Regions from separate parts of the Mus musculus genome. Here region 1 is linked to region 2. The links are chromatin contacts, called in public Hi-C maps. All regions are on one chromosome and are shown on one strand. The core of a region is the stretch at or near the end of the contact, and the rest is flanking DNA. Distances in the headings are between cores, read along the strand shown.

What was found. A called contact is a pair of places that touch in the nucleus more often than the background predicts.
Region 1: a Hi-C map of neural progenitor cells shows a contact between it and region 2, with 6 times the contacts expected there. The contact joins two enhancer-like sites. A contact is called at or near these places in 16 of 39 promoter capture datasets (the 3T3-L1 cell line, the HPC-7 cell line, cranial neural crest and 11 more), 1 of 15 datasets of contacts at CTCF or cohesin (stem cell-derived epiblast-like cells), 33 of 484 Hi-C or Micro-C datasets (B cells, the BV-2 cell line, LSK cells and 20 more) and 5 of 115 datasets of contacts at active chromatin or transcription factors (astrocytes, embryonic stem cells, neural stem cells and 2 more).

Annotation. Positions count from the first base shown.
Region 1 is chr16:91,350,934-91,353,633 of GRCm38.p6, reverse strand. No RefSeq gene overlaps it. Among named protein-coding and RNA genes, the nearest start is that of Ifnar2, 20 kb to the left of the region's middle. Within about 2 kb of position 1,378, at least 67 of the 459 cell types and tissues checked have an H3K27ac peak or open chromatin away from gene starts, as enhancers often do. A contact at or near this core is called in neural progenitor cells and neural stem cells, where this site is marked.
Region 2 is chr16:91,312,915-91,315,614 of GRCm38.p6, reverse strand. No RefSeq gene overlaps it. Among named protein-coding and RNA genes, the nearest start is that of Olig1, 44 kb to the right of the region's middle. Within about 2 kb of position 1,289, at least 19 of the 459 cell types and tissues checked have an H3K27ac peak or open chromatin away from gene starts, as enhancers often do. A contact at or near this core is called in neural progenitor cells and neural stem cells, where this site is marked.

The DNA of each region.
Region 1 (2,700 bases), core at 129-2,628, 38 kb before region 2:
GGAGAGCATTATCGAGTGTATGGCTATAAACATAAATATTCAGAAGGTGATCTTACAATATGAACATTTAGTAAAATAACAATACTAGGCTCCACTCTATGACCTCTCTAGCCCTGGACCTCTGGCCAGCATTACAGTAACAGACATGGGATTCCATTCTGTGAAACAGGCCTTAAGTGCACTCAGGGAGTAGTTGGCTCCCACATTAGAGGCTTGCTGTTATCGCAGCAGTGAGCACGTCTTGCTTGGCAGGTTGCTACAGCAGCATGCTGGGTCCAGCACCATGCTTTCTTCATATGTGCGTGCATGCATGCGTGCGTGTGCATGTGTATGTGTGTGTTATTTACGTTCCAGAATTATGTAAAATGGAATGGAGGAATCAAAGAACAGAAGCCCCCATTTCTTTCCCAGGTTACCTAAGTGTGTGTGGTCATGAATGTGAAACAGACCTCCTAAGCCCCTCCAACACGGACAAGAGATGCTTGCTGCCTTCTTTCCTCACTGATGAGCGGGAAACGATGTCATTTCCCCCACGGAGCCCATGTGCTTCCTTTCCTAACCAACCAGGTCTATGAGTTTGGGGTATCATTGAAGGGGGAGTTATATGTGTTCTCTGTGCAGAAGGAGTCATCCCTCCATTTCAGCGGCACCTAGTTACAAACCCTTACATCATACAGCATTAGCCAGTGACTCAGGGTGTGGCTGCTGAGCATGGCTGGCAAAGATAAGGCTGTTTTCAGTGCGTAGATCTTACTTCAGAGCAAAGCCCTGGCCGTTTTGGCTGCTCCTGTCCTGTCTGTGGAGGAGGGACATCTATCTACAGGAGGCGTGTGCAAGCTTGAGTCAGCTCTACTCAGTCTGGGCCTGTGTGCCAGGTTTCTATTATTGTAAAGCGTGGAAAGTCACTCCCAAGGAATGCTGTAATATTTTAATAAAACAATTTTGTGTAGCTTTGGACTGGTTCTGTGGCCATAATTAACAGCGCCAGCAGAAGTAACTTGGTGAGGGAATGTTTATTTGGTTTATAGGATACACCCCATCATCGGGGGTTCCCAAGGCAGATGCTCGAGGCAGGGATGAAGCTGGGGTCAGGAACATGGCATAAGCCATGGTGGAGCTTACTGGCTTGCTCAGTCTGCTTTCTTACACAACCCAGGACCACCAGCCCAGGGGTGGTCAGCTATCACTCACTTGACCCTCCCATATCAGTTATCGATTAAAGTTTTAGAAATGTTCCTATAGACTTGTCTGCAGACCAGTATGATGCAAACAATTCCTCAGTTGGGGTTCCCTCTTCTCAATGGTTGTCTTGTGTCATGTAGACAAAAGCTACTGCGATGTTAGATTTTTCCATGGGCAGATGTTATGACCTCTATAGCCAGAAGGTGGCGCCATTTCTCAAGGAAAAGGGTGGAAGCCAGAAAACCTGCCGGGAGGATGTTGACTTGTTGTGTCTGCAACAGGTGATGGTGGAGCGGAGCGAGACACAGAGATTAAAAGGCACAAATGAAACACCCTTGCACAAAGTCATACGACAGGTTCCCAGCAGAGGCAAAGCTAGACATAGGAGTCCTGGTGCATACATTTTCTGCACACATAAAATTTCCCTACCGTGACAGTTTATTCTGATCCTAAATTCTCTCTCTCTCTCTCTCTCTCTCTCTCTCTCTCTCTCTCTCTCTCTCTCTCTGTCTCTGTCTGTCTCTCTGTCGATCTCTCTCTCTCTCTCACACACACACACACCAACCAAACAACTTGGAAACAGAGTGGATCATCTGACACACTGGTGATATTTCAAAATAATTAAGTTGTTGAACTTCTTGCCTCTAAGTCTCAATTACAAGCCAGGTTCAAGCCACACTTATTAGAATTTTAATATATTTGTGATTAAATGGGTAATCTATATATTTTCACACATTTGAACGAGGGAAAAGTCACCACTATGGATGGTATGAAACACTATATTGTTGTCCTTAAAGTGTAGGTCAAGTCAAAATAGTTAAAATCTCTGTGTAACTACTCACACATAAGGTAGCATACGGGCTTTGGAAGGGGCCCCCAGGTAGCAGGCCTGGTGATAGAAATGGCCCTAAGGCCCTGAGACCTCTGCTATTCACACAGTGAACCCCACTAGGAACTGACAGTACAACTGTATAGACATGAGCAGAATCTGAGCTCCACCTCTTTTATGGGGTATTTACTCCGACGTACTTGTTAGGTTTTGGTCAGCTTGACACCAGCTGGAGTCAACTGGGAAGAGGGCACCTCAGACAACACCTCTGCCACATGGACCTATGAATGAGTCTGTGGGGTATTTTCTTAACTAGTGATCAATGTGGGAGGGCACAGCTCATTGTGGGTGCTGTAGCCCTATGCAGGCGGTCCTGGGTTCTATAGGAAAGCAGGCTAAGAAAGCGACAGGAAGCAAGCCAGCAAGCAGCACCCTCCACGGCCTCTGCATCAGCTCCCGCTCCAGATCCCTGCCTCCAGTTCCGGCCCTAGCTCCCCTCAGCGACTCTGGCTTTAACTCACTGCATGTTACTGAGGTCACCGCAAACGCCGTCCCCCCCCCCCCCCCCCGCAATGGCACACTACAAACACCAGTGGTACCTAAAGCAAGAGGTGACTGCAAACAAGGTGCCCCAATGGGAGGCTGTTTCAGCTGGCTTTAGGGATCCAGTGTCCTCTTTGACATCTGGG
Region 2 (2,700 bases), core at 40-2,539:
GATATGGCGTGCACAGTCTCCAGTGTTCTGAGTGTTTAGCTAGACATTACCAGGAACCTTTAAAATACAGAGTGTGGGTTTCTTCCTGCCAGGAACACCAAGTTGACAGTCCAGACTGTCTGTGTTTGAGAGACAGGAAAGCGTCGGGAAGAAGAGGGACAGAGTGCCACAGAGACTTTCTGGGCAAGGCAAAGGGAAGACACCCTGAGAGAACAGCCATTGCTGACTTGAGACTAGGGGTCAATATACTGGCCACATCATTGGGTCTAGGAAGCTTGGCTCAGAACGATCAATTCATCTAACTCATTTCCCAAGTGGGGGCGGGGGGAGAAAGCTGGGTGAGCGTGATACATTTTTTTTTAGTTAGACACATATGGGTTGGATTCAAAAGTAGTCTTCTGGTGGCTGTGTGAAGATTAAATGTATCAACCAACATATAGAAACATTCCAGCATGGTGCTGGGGACAAGAAATATTACACATCCAGGCACATAACAAATATTGGAATAAGAGCAAGGTTAGGAGAGGCAACTTCCTTAGCTGCCTAAAGACCTTAGCCAACCCCACTGTCAAATGCCCAGAACCCAGAGGCACTGCCTGGGGTCACCTTTGTCTCCATCTCTCTGCCTGTGACCTCTTTATTTTATTTGCAATGGCGCTCCTCCCTCCGAGGAATTCCAAGGTTCTTAACAAACTTTAAATTACCCAAGGGAGACAGGTCCTCCCAGGCAAGAGAGCAAAATAAAGTACCTCTACCAAAATAAATTCCCTCCACCTCCAAGTCTGTCTCCCTCTGCGACACCCCCTCGCCTAAAATAACTCAAACACAACCTGTAGCCAGCCAGGACCGAGCTCCTCTGCACACGAATAAAGGGGTTTTGTGGGAAACCCCAGAAAAGCATTTTAAAAAGCCCAGTGCATCTGTTTTTTAGTTACTGCCCCATGCCATACTTAGAATTCAAGTCCCTCTAGCTCACAGAGGAGCAGATTTTCCTTCTGGGATACTGCCAGATCTGCTGTGATCACAGTGTTATCTGTAGTTTATTGGTTTCCCAGGAGACACAGCTCCTCTGAGGACCAGCCTCCCAAAGAGAAACCTGGCTCTGCTGAGATCGATAAGGCAGAGGGGTGGCTAGGACCCTGGAGCTAGGATCGCAAGATCGCCTCCACCGGTTCTGTGTGTTTAAAGTTTCAGGAAGAAAGGGACTCATTTGCTAGTTGTTGGGGTAAGACTGTGATGGAGTCCAAGAAGTCCGTGAGTTTGTAGTGCACTAGCCAGTAAGGGGCGCTGTTGATCGAAAGAACTAGTGGGTGTTGCCCGCGCACAGCGGCTCTTTGCTGGGAAAGAACTGATGAGAGCCTGTAGGCGAACAGGAGTCTTCAGGCCAGAGCCTCGCTCCACCTGAGCAGTTTCTGAATGGAAGCCCATCCCCCGGGGCAGGCTTCCCGCCCGAGGGGCTCCTCTTACCGCGGTGCATCTTAGGTCTTCATTTTTATTTTGTTTTGTTGTTTTTGTTTCTACCCTTTTCTTCTTTTCTTAAAAAAAAAATTGCACATATATTTTGACAGTTTCTCTCCTCTCCCTCAACCCCTCCCAGATCCTTCGAATCCCCCTACCCTTCTGACTTTATGTTCTTTTCTCTGTCTTTAAACAAAAAACGAGACAAGACAAAAAGAAACGCACGCACACAACCCACAAGAAAAGAGAGAAAGAAAGAAAGAAAGAAAGAAAGAAAGGAAGGAAGGAAGGAAGGAAGGAAGAAAGGAAGAAAGAAAGCAAGCAAGCAAAATGGGGCAAAAAACCCTCTTGAGTTCATTTGTCAGCTGACTGCTCCTGGGCAGGAGACCTATACTGAAATTGACTACGTGCTTTGGTTGACAGTTAACTAAATTGTTGGCCAAAGTCTCCAAGTGTGTGTGTGTGTGTGTGTGTGTGTGTGTGTGTGTGTTGGGGTGCTGTCCTAGAGAAAGGGAAAAGAAAAGAACAGATTTTTGAGATGCTGAACTGAACGTCCCATTTGCGATGGGATCTATGGTCATAATTGAATGTTATTGATCACGTGCAGCCCCTTAAGAACGGGCCATCCATTTAGCCTGGGTTTTAGAGAAAACACGGAAATGGCGCTGCGGCCATGTCCCATGCTCATAGTAGAAAGGCCCTTGGACACGCCTGCAGTGAAGGGCTGGCTGTATAAACACAAATAATGATTTAACTACTACTAATAAATATTATCATTATTGAGGCAAGATCTCATGTAGCCAGAATTGCTTCAAACTCACTCCATAGCTAAGGATGGTCTCGACTCTCTAATCCCCCTGCCTCCACATCCCAAGTGTTAGGATCATAGGAGCCCACTATCCACGAAGTGTTTGGACTTGAACACAGGACCTTCTGCATTCTAGGAAAGCACTCAGCCCCCGCACTACATCCTTAAAGCATGTATGCAAATTATTAACAGACAGCCTTGTAGCAAGGCTTACCCCACACTCCGCTGGCGGTATATGAAACAGTGGGGCCTCCTGCTGTTTGCTTGGATTTCTTTCTCTCCCTCAGCGGAGGACAGAATCAAACATGTTTGAAAATAAGGGGTTATTTGCTCTCTCTCTCTCTCTCTCTCTCTCTCTCTCTCTCGCTCTCTCTCTCTCTCTCTCTGTGTGTGTGTGTGTGTGTGTGTGTGTGTGTGTGTATGTGTGTGTGTGT